Linked DNA regions of Zea mays: region 2 is linked to region 1. The links are chromatin contacts, called in public Hi-C maps. All regions are on one chromosome and are shown on one strand. Each heading gives the region's core, a stretch centred on a gene start, on an enhancer-like site or on the middle of the called end of the contact. The rest is flanking DNA. Distances are from core to core; before and after follow the strand shown.

Region 1 (6,294 bases), core at 2,675-5,174:
TTTTGGCGTATTTCTTCTTTTCCTGGCGTATTTCTTCTTTTCCTTTACTTTTGAGGCTGAGTACTGGTAATTTCTTGTCCTTTGGAGACTTCTTATTTCTTGTATATTATTTGTGCCGAGTACTTTCCACTTTTCTTAGAAAAAGGTTTGGTGCATTAAGTGTTAGCGTAACTATGTATTTCTATACTATATTCTCAACACATATTAGGTGTAGGGTTTCAGTATCTAGCCTCCTTCCATCCCTCCCACTCTCTCCACTGACGGTGCCGCCGGCATCTCCTCTATGGCCGAGCTCTCCCTCCTCGCCGTTGGGCCTCTGCACCCGCCGGCGCGTGCGCGCCACCCGTTCCTGGCGCCGCTCTCCCTGTTGCCGGCGCGCCGCCCACCCCTGGCGCCATCGTCACCGCGTACGATGGCCTCCCGTGTCACGATTCCACCACTTATGCATAGATCCAGCCAAGATAACAAGAGGGCAAGAAGGATAAAAGGATTAGAGTAATACAACTGTAACTCGCTGTCATCTAGCTGCTAATCCAACTGTAATAACTGATTAGCACTGTCATCTAGCTGTTAATCCAGCTGTAGTAATTGATTAGAAGTTAGACCCGCTTAGGGGCTTCTATAAATCTGAGCACTTGTAATGAAGGGATGAACGGAAATAACAGAAATCAAGCTACCACCACATACCTGTGTGATTTAGGGTTCTTGTTTGATTCGGCCAAGGGGGAAACCTCATGTTGGATGAACCCTAGGGAGAGGGAAAGCCATACCTGGGTGCAGATCCAAGGGTGGGCAAAACCCTAGACCAGGGTTCCTCACAATTGGTATCAAAGCTATTGTATCCTCGGAGGAGAAGTTGGCGGGAAGACGGTGTGACACAAGTTTGAAGGAAGGGAGGTGCTCAGAATTTTATTCATCATGGCACCTTCAGTTAAGCCGTCGGCACAGCCCCGGTTGGTAATCGAGGCTATCACCATGGAAGCAAAGCAGGCTGAAGCACGCTGGGAGAAGATGACGCTGGCCATCGAGAAGCTGACAGGAAGGTGGATGCCATGGAAGAAGAGAGGACGTTGCTTTGCAAGCAAATGGAGGAGAACGGTAAGACTGTTTCTCTTCTTCGTTTGGAAGCCATGGCAAGGTACATGGATCGTTATGGGAATGATTCTGAAGAAGCAGTAGAAAGAGATAGAAGAAATCCCTAGAATAGACGAGATAGAACTCACAGAGGTAGAGAGGAGAGTTCTGGGTGACTAGACAGAGATGGGGAACAGTTGCAGCAGCATATACCGAAGATGCCTTCCCAAAGTTTGGAGGAACGGAACCAGCCATTTGGATCATACAATGTGAAGATTATTTCAACCTTTATTGAGTCCCTGATTTCATGAAGTCCACTATGGTGTCTCTGAATTTTGAAGGTACTGCAGCACGATGGTTGCAGGTGGTCAGATTGAAGCAGGGGTTGGGAGATTGGAGGAATTTGTCTAGGCTTGTATTAGACAAATTTGGAGCTGAGGAATACCCAAGAGCCATGAGGAAATTATTGAGTATAAGGCAAAAAGGGGAGTAGAAGAATATGTGAAGGAGTTTGAAGAAGTAAGATATGCTACTGCTGTTCATAATCCTATGATGGATGAAATATTTTATGTCAATCAGTTTGTCAGAGGACTGAAGAATGAAATTTAGTATGCAGTTATGTCTCAGCTCCCTGCTATTGTTGACAAGGGAGGAATGAAGTTTCCCAAGCAGCATGTTGTTGGTAGATTGGGGGGAGGAAATAGAGCAGAAGGTAAAGGAGTAGAGGCAGGAGGATGGAGTAAGGAGAGACAACTAAAGGAGTATAGAAGAGCAAATGGTCTATGTTTCACTTGTGGAGAGAAGTTTGAACCTGGTCATCAGGCAAGGTGTCAGAGAGGAAATACAGTCCAGTTACATGTTCTAGCTCCTGAGGACATGGAGAAGGTATTAACTCCTGAAGTGTTGGAGTAGATAGAGCAAGAGGAGAAACAGGAAGAAGAGGAACTGAAGCTGTCTCTTCATGCTATTAGTGGGGCTGATGATTCTCAGTGTATCAGACTCAGAGCATTGGTTCAGCATCAGATGTTATTAATGTTGGTTGATTCTGGAAGTTCTACCATCTTTATTAGCAAGCAGATGGTGGAGAAGCTAAGGTTGGAGGTGGAAGAATGTGACCTAGTGAAGATAAAGGTGGCTAGTGGGGATATTATGGTAAGCACTCGGAGAGTAAGGGAAGTAAAGTGGTGGACTGGAGGGCATACCTTTGTCTTTCCTATGAGAGTTTTGGACATTGGAGTATATGATTCCATTTTGGGATTTGACTGGTTGAGGGCCCATAGTCCTATGAATTGTGATTGGGATAAAAAGACTTTGGAGTTTTATTATCAGGGACAGTGGGTCCAGATACAAGGAAATTGTGCTAAGGTCACAAAAATTCCTCAAGTGCATGCTGTTCAGGTACAGAAATGGTTAAAAGGGAATGATGTTTGGGCTTTTGTGCTGCTGGAACAGGTTGTGCAAAGGAAAGAAAAGGTGAAGGAGCAGTTAGCAGCACTACTCACAGAATTTCAGGATTTATTCTCTCAGCATACAACCCTACCTCCTAAAAGGGTGTTTGACCACTATATACCTTTGCTGCCAGGGTCAGTTCCAGTGAATGCCAGACCATATAGATATTCTCCACTACACAAAGATGAGATAGAGAGACAAGTGGCAGAGTTGCTCAAAGCAGGCTTGATTGTTCCAAGTGTGAGCTCTTTTGCTTCTCCAGTATTACTGGTACAGAAGAAAGATGGAACATGAAGGTTTTGCATAGATTACAGGAAACTCAATGATATGACAATGAAGAATAGGTTTCCAATGCCTTTGGTGGATGAGATTTTAGATGAATTAGCAGGCACAATATTTTTCCAGTTTGGATATGACAGCTGGGTACCATCAAATTAGGATGGGAGAGGAAGATGAGCACAAGACAGCTTTTAAAACCCATCATGGGCATTATCAATTCAGAGTAATGCCATTTGGGTTAACAAATGCTCCTACCACCTTTCAGTGTGCCATGAACTCTATTCTAGAACACTTTCTTAGAAGTTTGTGCTGGTTTTTATTGATGACATTCTCATTTACAGCCCTACACTGCAAGATCATGTTCAACATTTGAAGCAAGTTTTCAATGTGTTAAGGCACCACCAGTTTTATCTCAAAAGGAAGAAATGTGTGTTTGCTCAGGCAGAGTTGCAATATTTGGGCCATATTATTTCTAAGGAAGGGGTTGCTACTGATCCATCCAAAACTGACGCCATGGTCAGGTGGTCTGTGCCTACTTCTGTCACTGAGTTAAGAGGCTTCCAAGGTTTGACTGGATATTACAGGAAGTTTGTAAGGCATTATGGCACTTTGGCAAAGCCCTTGACAGTATTACTTCAAGGCAAGAAGGTATGGCTTTGGACAGTTGAAGCTCAAATGGCTTTTGAAAATCTGAAGCAGGCCATGACTCAAACACCTGGCCTTACCAAGGTTTGAGATACCTTTTGTGGTTGAGACTGATGCATGTGATGAAGGCATAGGAGCTGTCCTTATGCAGGAGCACAAACCATTGGCTTTCTTGAGTAAGGCCCTGGGTATGAATAATAAGCAACTATCCATTTATGAGAAGGAATTTCTAGCCTTAATTATGGCAGTAGACAGGTGGATGCCTTATCTGCAAAGGTCTCCTTTCACTATTATGACAGATCATCAGTCTCTTTCTTTTTTGGGAGAACAGCAACTTCAGTCTGAATTACAAAGAAAAGCTATGGCTAAGCTCATGGGTCTCCAGTTCAAAATAGTTTACAAGAAGGGTAAAGAGAATGTGGTGGCAGATGCTTTGTCTAGGGTGGGAGCAGCCATGACTTTAGCACTAGTTTCTGAAGTACAACCAGTTTGGCTTCAAGAAATTTTGAACTCTTATGCCATAGATGTACAGGCCCAACAGCTATTACAGAAGTTGGTAGTACAGAGTCCTGATGAAGATGGCTACTCTCTACATCAGGGAGTGATCAGGAAAGACCACCAAATTTGGGTAGGGGAGAATTCAGCCCTCAGAACCAAAATCATTGTAGCTTTACATGATTCATCATTGGGTGGTCATTCTGGAATCACTGCTACTTACCACAGAGTTAAAAAGTTGTTCTATTGGTCAGGCCTGAAAATTGACGTGGAATTGTTTGTGAAACAATGTGGAGTTTGTCAGCAGGCCAAAAGTCCCAAGCAGTATCCTTCTGGGTTACTTCACCCATTGCATGTGCCTGCAGGAGCTTGGCAAGACCTAACTATGGACTTCATTGAGAAGTTACCCAAGTCAGAAGGATATGATACTATCTTGGTGGTGGTAGATCGATTCACCAAGTATGCCCACTTCTTTCCCTTAAAGCACCCTTTCACTGCTCAGGGAGTGGCCCAAATCATGGTAGACTCAGTAGTCAAGCTGCATGGAGTGCCCAAAACAGTGGTGTCTGATAGGGACAAGATTTTTACAAGTGTTTTTTGGAAACATTTGTTCAAACTCTTGGATATCAGGCTTGCTTTAAGCATAGCCTATCAACCTCAGACAGATGGTCAGAGTGAGAGAGTTAATCAGTGTTTGGAGATGTATCTCAGATGTGCTGTACACTCCAACCCTCAGATATGGAAGTCTTGGCTATCATTAGCCGGATTATGGTATAACACCTCTTTCCACTCATCATTAGGTTGTTCACCTTTCCAGGCCCTTTATGGCTATGAAGCATCTGTCCTTGGAGTTCCTTTAGTCATTGGGTAGGAGGATGAGGGAGTTGTCCAGTTTGTACAACACAGAGCTGAGCATAGTGAGATGTTGAAGGCCACTTTGGCTAGAGCTCAGCAGAGGTATAAGCATTTTGCAGATAAAAAGAGGGTTCCCAGGGAGTTTCAGGTAGGGGAACAGGTGTTGCTCAAGCTCCATCCTTATGCTCAACATTCTGTGGTCAATAGACCTTATCCCAAATTAGCATTCAAGTATTTTGGGCCTTACACAGTGACCGAGAAAATTGGGCCAGCTGCTTATCGCTTGGATCTACCACCAGAAGCTCAGATCCACCATGTCTTCCATGTTTCCCAACTCAAACCCTTTGTTCCTAACTATACTCTGGTCTTTGATACTCTTCCTCAGCCAATGGATTTGGACAGGGAACTCTGGCTCCGGTAGAGATCTTGGATCGCAGAATTGTCAAGAAAGGCAACGCGACTGTGGTCCAAGTGCTACTCAGATGGTCTGGGCTTCCATCATCATGTGGTACTTGGGAGGATTTCAATGTGGCCAAGAACAGATTCCCAAAGGCCCTTGCTTGGGGTCAAGCAAGCTCTCAAGGGGGGGAGGGCAGATTGTCACAACTCCACTGATGCATAGATCCAGCCAAGATAACAAGAGGGCAAGAAGAAGGATAAAGGGATTAGAGTAATATAGCTGTAACTCGCTGCCATCTAGCTGTTAATCCAGTTGTAATAACTTATTAGCACTATCATCTAGCTTAGGGATGGCAATTTAATCCGTGGATTTGGATATCCGTCGGATATCCGACCCGACGGATAAGGATATGGATATGTTTTTTGACCCGCGGGTAAGACCCGTATCCGATCCGAGATAAAGTGGGCATGGATTTGGATATTAGATCTCACCCGCGGGTAATCCGTTGGATATCCGAAATTAACCATTAGTCCATTATTGCCAGGATGAACATAATTCTACTATCATTGACTAAAAAATTCAAACACAACTACTATAGCGCTAGCTCAAGTGCTCAAAACTACACTCGGATCGGATCAATATTGATTGTCATGTATTTGTTTTCATGTTGAGACATGTAGACATGTATTTTTGTCATGTTGAGAATGTTGCTTGTTGAAGGACATGTATATTTGTTTAAATTTTTATTAAATTTTAAGTTGTGTATGATGTTGAATTGGGAAGAAATTTGATTAATTATGTTATTCAATTGCTGAAATGGTTCTTTATCATATCCGATGGATATCCAATGGATATCCGAAACCCGATGGGCATGGATATGGATATGAATTTCTACCCGTGGATATAGTCATGGGCGGATATTATCTATAACCGTGGATATGTCTGCGGACAGATATTTCCAATATCCGATCCGAGTCCGACCCGTTGCCATCCCTAATCTAGCTGTTAATCCAGATGTAGTAAATGATTAGCAGTTAGACTCGCTTAGGGGCTTCTATAAATCTGAGCACTTGTAATGAAGAAGAGATGAACGGAAA
Region 2 (7,020 bases), core at 1,544-4,043, 170 kb before region 1:
AGGTGTAGATGAAGTAGAGCTTTCTGAGGAACAGAGAAGGAAATACAGAAAGGTCAGCTGAGACTACTTTAGCTCGGCTTTAGTTAAAACTGCAAACATATTTTTGTCTTGTGATCCTATGCTTAATTGCAGCACGTGCACCTTTTGTTTCTGCTTTAGAGCTTGGGTATGTGTTATATCTATCTTTTATTCTCACATTATTGTTGATTCCCAGTATATGAATGCCTCAGTATCATAGGTTGTAGTCTAACAGTTTCTTTGTTTCATACATCGCTTTTTGTACCGTTGGCAGCCATGTCTAAGATTTTTGCCACATTGCAGTGGCGCCAACATGCTATTTATAGTCCCAATTCGAATCATATATCAGGCCTTAATGAATACTGTAGAAAGGAGATGCAAGATTTGTTAACACTGCACTTATACATTCGTCTATTCAAAACAAGCTATCTTGTTTGGACTCCTTGACCCTCAGAATCAGAGCAAATAACCTCTTCTCCTTAAACCACCCTTGTTTTATATGACGCAGTGTTAGACTATTGTATTCCTTCTAAGTGTTATGGGCCTTGAGCCCAACCCATGTAACTCTAATTCTCTAGAGGCTAGGGGTTTTCTACTCCTCAGCATGGTATCAAAGTCAGCCTCTTTCTCCTTCCCTCCCCTCCCCTCCCTAGCGCAACCGCCTCGTGGTCTGCAGGCCACCGGCGCGCCCAACCTCCTAGTCGACTACGCGGGCGCCATGGCCGACGAGTCTCCACGTCCTCTTTCCCCCTCGCCTCTCTTTTCGTTGGGCGTCTCTAGCCGCTGTCACGCCCACTCTTCTTTCATCGCCGTGGCCGACGCGGGGCCACCACCCTCTCTGCGTAGCGCGGGTCGCTGCCCTCCTTGCCTGCCACAGGCACCGCCATGGCCGCCCTGGTCTAGCTCACCTTGGCCTGGGTGCCGTTGGCCAGGGCCATGGCGTGGCGGCTCTTGGCTTGGGCCTGGCTGGCCTTGGCCTGTCTCTTGTTGCCCCGTGTCGGGTGCCATCCTTGGGCCCTCTCCACTCTTCGCACCTCCACCGGCTGTTCTCCTCGCACCGATGTTGCGGTAGCTTGCTCCACCTTGGCCGTGACCCTCACAACTGCTACGACAACTGTGGTTGATGCTTGGGAGCGTGAACATGTTGTTGTCTTCCCTTGGGAACCCGAACACACTGCAACAGATGCCCTTGCCAGCTGCCTAGCTAGCTTGCCAAGGCTGAGCGCCATCTGCTTGGCTCTCCTTGCCTCGAGCCTCCCCCTGCCCCCTGTCGTGGACCCTCCCTTGATGTACGAGGTCGCCGTTGTCACCAACCTTCATGCCAAGATGATGGGTGTTTGAACATCCGCTCTCTAGTCCCCATCCTCCTCGACGCGACTTCCACCTATGTTCACTGGTGCGACCTTGTCCTCCTTACGCTGCAACGCCATGCCTTGGACGAGCACGTTCTCACCGACGCGGTGTCCCTCAGTCCCTCACTATCTCATCTTGGTGGTAGATGGATAGTATGGTCCTCTCCTAGATCTTCAGGACGACCACTCGAGCTACATACGTCATTTATGATCGTGGTGGCACTGCCCGTCAGGCCTGGGTTGCCATCGAGGTGCAATTCCTTAGCAATCGTAAGGCTTGTGCCCTCCACCTCAACGTCGCTTTTCGGACCTTCGTCTAGGGGACCTCTCCGTCACCTAGGGTGCGTTTGGTTCAGCTGTGAAAAGCTACTGTGAGAAAAAAGCTGAAAGTCGTTTGGTTCAATCTGCTGTGAGTTGTTCACTATAATCAAATTTATATTATTTATATGTACTTTGTCCAACTATCTCTTAATCAATATATCTAATTTAAAAATCAATTTTATATTTGTGTTCCTGATATTTTTATAAATACATTAATTTTATAATTCTATTTTTATTATTTTTTATTTCATTTATTATAACACTTAATAACTTTAAAACATATTTTAGTTTCTATTTGTCACATCTGTTTATTAATATAACAAACTTGGATAAACAACAAAAGCAGGGTCCAGACTGCTTTCAAATTTGTACTACAGAAAAGCTGCTTTTTCAAAGCAGCTGCAGAAAAGCTAAACCCCTTTGGTTCAGCTTCTGCTTTTCAAAGCAGAAGCAGGTTCAAAAAGCTGAACCAAATGCACCCCTAGTGTTGCTGCCAGATGAAAGACATGGCAGCCACCCTATGTGATCTCGTGGAGCCTATCTCCAACCACGCTTGTCCTCAATGTTCCCCGCGGCCTCAACGAGCGCTACGATTACCTCTGCACCTAGATTACTCGTTAGGTCTTATTCCCGCTCTTCCACAAGGTCTGGAATAACCCCATCCTTGAAGAGCTCACAAAGGGGCCGCCACCTTGCTCCGACGTCGTTACTGCTCTCTACAGCCCCTCTTGGGGTCCGCCCTCATGCCCGACCTCCTTCACTTTTGCCCTGGGGGGCTCGTTGTTGCACTCGTCTACCCCTTCGGCGTTCGACTCTCTGTGCAGTCCCAAGTGGAGTGCGGGGTCAGGGGGTGGTGGTCGCCGTTAGCGGAAGGGTGGCCTCGTGTGTGGGCGTGGCCAGGGCGACACTCCTTCGCCCTCTCCCTACAACCCGTGGACCGGCCACATCTCCATGTGGCCCGGACTATCCCCGGGTGGACCTCCACACCCACCTTGGCCCTAGCCTGCTCAATTGACGCTGCCCAACCCGAGTTATCCTTCCGGCCCCTTTCCCCCGCTCCTCTGGCACCTCATCCACCGCACCACTACTTCCCTTGCCTCCACTCGTTCCGTCCTGGAACCCGTGGTCTGGTGGATGGGATCGCAGTCTCTGGCCAACTCCTTCAGTATAATGACCCTGGCCCCCTGCCTTCGTTGACTGGGTTGCTGATTTTAGTGCTTCCTACCACACCGCTCCAGACGCTGGTATACTTCTTCTCACCCCTCTCTCTCGTGTCATTCTTCATCTATCATTGTGGGTAACAGGAACATTCTCTAGGTCACCTTTGTATGTGATTCGGTCCTTCCCGGTCCCTTTCATCTTCATAATGTTCTCGTCGCCCACATATCATTCAAAACCTTCTATCCATTCGTCAATTTACCACCAATAACTCACTGCTTCTGTTTAGCTGTTGGGTTCATACTTCCTAGTAGCAAAAGATAAGCTTTTCTTGATAGGGGATTCCTTTGTGCAGTTCCTTTAATCGTAAACTAAATTCTACCCTTAATATAGGTAAGGGAAGAGGATGACGCAAAAATAATGAAGTGCCTGCAGCGCCGTTTGAAAGGAAAAAGGATGAGAGACTGGTGTAAGGTAATTACTTAAAGTTAAATGGTTTCAAACTCTGTTTTTTTGTCAACTAAATTTGTTATAAATATGCATTATTGATTGGTCTTTGATTTATTGGGTGAATTGCTTTCATTTAATCCAGCCTTTCCTGTTTCCAGGAGAACTTTGGTTTGGTCTCATCATGTGACGAGAAGCCTCCTCTACCAGAAAATGGCGTTTTAGGTGCTAAAAGTGACTGTCCTTCATCTAAAAAACTCAAAACTGATGAAAACAAAGTTTCTATTGAGATATTGAAGCATACATGTGAAGATGATGATAATGAGAAGAGATTGAAAACTGTGATAGTTGAAAGCGATGATGATATGCAGATAGATAGCAAACAAGCTTTACAAAAGGATGGTGAAGGTAGTTCAACAGAATTTGAAAAAGTGGTTGATATCATTGATCTTGATCTCTTCCCAAGCCCTAAGCTCCCTAATAAAAGTTTGCATAAAACTTTCAAATGTACTATTTGCTCTGAAATGCTGAATGCCTCTGATGTGCATCGCCACCCTGTCTTGGATGTTGTTGTTTGTGGATCATGCAGATTTCTTGTGATAGAGAAGAATCGCCTTGAGGTGAATGCTTACCTCCTTAAGTATAATAGTAGATACATTTGAACTTTATACAAGATTAGGTCTGACTATTGATGTCATGAACTGGGCATTAATAATTTCTTGATGCTGTTCACATTTGGGCAGGATCCTGTATCTGGTAGTTATTGCACTTGGTGTGCACAAAGTGAACTGATTCAAAGTTGTAGTTCTTGTAAGCTTCTTTTCTGTACAAATTGCTTGTCAAGGAATTTAGGTGAAGAATGCTTATCAGAAGCTAAAGCCACTGGTTGGCAGTGTTGCTGCTGTGTACCCAGTCAACTAGAGCTCTTAATTTCTGAATGTGACAAGGCCCTCAGTGGTGTGGAATCTTCCGATTCAGAGACTAGCAATGCAGAGCTTTCTGGATCAGAGAATAATGGTCCTGTTAGGTATGATCTTTTCCCCTAATTCATTTAGCATGCCAAAGTTAGCTCCTGGTCATTCCTTGAACATGTTATCAGCAAGCAAAAAATGAAGAAGAGTATTAGAAGAATTATGGATGATACAGAACTTGGTGAAGAAACAAAGCGTAAAATTGCAATGGAGAAGGTTTGTGATCTTTCAGTCTTGTGTCTTTATTTGATGTATAGTGTTGTTTGAAGCTGTCTTATCTAGGCTGTTACATTATTTTGTAGGCAAGGCAAGACCATTTGAAGTCAATGCAAGAGCAATCTGCCACCAAGTTAAGGAGCAAGAATGTTGGAAATCCCTTTGAAACTCCACTGGAAATCTGTTTACAGGATGCTGGGGATGGACATGTAGTCAACCTTGCCAGGGAGGAGGATGAGGAACCTGTTAGGATTCCAAGCAGCATGTCTTCTAAACTGAAGCCTCATCAGGTCTGCCTGGTTAAGATCTCTCTTATTCATGTTCATAATTAATCCTGAACACATGCTGACTTAATGTGGGGATTTAACTGTTTGCAAAGGCTATGCTGTTACTCTTGCAACAGCAATTAATATCAGTACAGAGAACCCATATCTGAGTCTGACTGGAGTTTATGATATCACAGGTTGAAGGAATAAGGTTTATGTGGGAAAATGTTATTCAATCTGTTAAAAAGGTCAAATCCAGGGATAAAGGTCTTGGGTGCATTTTGGCGCATAACATGGGCCTTGGGAAAACTTTTCAGGTCTGTGTTGGGCTGTTGGCTTATAGCTTGGATATATATTTACATTTTCTTCAAGAGTTATTCGTTCATTGTATGCTGCACCTATTGTACCCATGACAATCAATTATGTGCTGGAACTAGATCATGCATGCCAGAAACTTCAATTTTTGTACATGTATTCTTATATTTGTGATGAAGTTATTGTTGGGCTGACATCAATTTTGAGTTAAATGCATCGTGGGCCCTTGTTAAGAGATGTCACTTAGGTCCACAAACTTTGTAAATACATTTTTGGGCTGACATTCAATTTTGAGTTAAATGCACGCCGTGGGAGAGAAAGGTGTAAGACGTAGAGTTATCAAACTCCCTTTCATTGTCGCACTGAAGAGCTTGGATGGTACGACCGAATTGAGTCGACACTCACGCGAAGAAGTGAGAAAGGTGGGAGGTGTTAGACTTACAACAGAGGGGAAAGGTCCACAAATAGTGAGAGAAGTCATCCAGAATGGCGAGATAGTACCTCATACTGGAGATGCTGGGAAGGGGGGATGTCCAAAGGTCACAGTGGATGAGGTCGAAGGGGCGAGTAGCGCGTGATAGTAAAGAGGAAAAGGGTAAGCGAGTGTGCGTCCAAGCTGACAGGCATGGCAAAGTGGGGTGGTGGTGCCACAGGGGCAAGGGATGGCCAAGAGTCTGGAGAGGACGTCGTGTTCGGGGTGGCCAAGACGACAGTGCCATGTGGAGGTAGACGCAGTGGTGGCAACGACGTATGGTTGGACAACATGAACTGAGGAAGGTGGAGTGGGGAAGTGAATGGGGTAGAGGGGGCTGAAGTTGCCGCATCGAGCAAGCACAACACGAGTGGTAAGATCTCGGATAGTGAGCCCCCAGGGATCGAACTTCATAGAACAACGATTATTAGTAGTGAAGCGACAGGAGAAGGTTCTGGATGATGTTAGGGGCAACCAGGATGTTATTGAGGTACAAAGGACCAGGATGTTAGGGGCAACTAGGATGTTATTGGTATGCTAGGGGCAACCAGGGTTTTAGGGTTTTAAGGTGATAGGCAGAGAGTTGATCCATTATCGACAATGATGGAGGAAGGAGAAGTGGGGTTATGGGATGGGGTAAAGAGACAATTCTGGGGTTGGGAGTGGTGAGTAACGAGGCGTCGGAGTCGATAACCCAGTCGGTCGGAGGAGGGGGTGGCGATGATATGGGGAAGGATGAGAGAGTCATCGGGGGCACCCCCATAGAGTCACTGGAAGGGGTGCTAGGCCGGAAGTGAACATGCTGGCGACAATCATGGTGGGGAAGAACCAAAGAAGACAAGGTCTTGATCGTCATGGAGACAATCGTGGTGCTGGGGTACAAAAACGACCCGGTAATGTGGCGGCCCTCCTGAGGGTAGAGCTCAACGCAGTCACTGAGGACTGGGTTCATGACTCGATCAAATGCCACGAATGTGCCCCGTTGACGCAGGCCGTCGTCAAGGGAGACAAAGACACGGTAGGGAGGCACGTGAACCATGTCTGAGTGAAGGAGGGGCGTCAAGGGCGCGACGGAAGTGTGCGCAGGTGCGCCGTGCAGAGGGTAGTCAGCGGCGTGCGACGCGTCATGTAGAGGAGGGGCAGTGTCAGGAGGTGCGCGCATGGCCAAGGCGTGGACCATAGTGAGCAACGACGACCAGGAGAGAGAGAGGGTCGTGCCGTCGTGGAGGGGAGCTGCGCTGCTGCTGAGGAACGTGGGGCCGCCGGTGGTGGACGTGGTGCTGGCCGCTGAGAAGGGAAGAGGTGCGTCGCTGTTGCTGTCGGGGAAGAGGAGGTCGGGGGAGGGGAGGCCGCAGGCACAGAGGGCGTGGGCGGTCTGAGCCGCGACATGGAGGGTGGCGAGCGTAGGGGAGCCGCCATGCAAACGATCGAGTGAGTGGTGAGAGAAAGGGCGGCCCTACTGAGAGCGGCCAGAGGAGTCGGGC

Evidence for each region. Hi-C and Micro-C count contacts between places; a contact is called where the count stands out from the background.
Region 2: a contact with region 1 is called in a Hi-C map of root tip, with 3 times the contacts expected there. The contact joins two enhancer-like sites. A contact is called at or near these places in 2 of 25 Hi-C or Micro-C datasets (endosperm and root tip).

Annotation. Positions count from the first base shown.
Region 1 is chr1:240,541,606-240,547,899 of Zm-B73-REFERENCE-NAM-5.0, reverse strand. All of the region lies in intron 5 of LOC100191864, which reads left to right. Among protein-coding and RNA genes, the nearest start is that of LOC100191864, 21 kb to the left of the region's middle. Within about 2 kb of position 3,924, at least 1 of the 20 cell types and tissues checked has an H3K27ac peak or open chromatin away from gene starts, as enhancers often do. A contact at or near this core is called in root tip, where this site is marked.
Region 2 is chr1:240,711,729-240,718,748 of Zm-B73-REFERENCE-NAM-5.0, reverse strand. It overlaps LOC100126928, which reads left to right. Exons shown (of 26, transcript NM_001367427.1): 8 at 1-52; 9 at 3,243-3,323; 10 at 3,458-3,916; 11 at 4,040-4,323; 12 at 4,396-4,483; 13 at 4,570-4,773; 14 at 4,947-5,066. Among protein-coding and RNA genes, the nearest start is that of LOC100126928, 8.4 kb to the left of the region's middle. Within about 2 kb of position 2,793, at least 2 of the 20 cell types and tissues checked have an H3K27ac peak or open chromatin away from gene starts, as enhancers often do. A contact at or near this core is called in root tip, where this site is marked.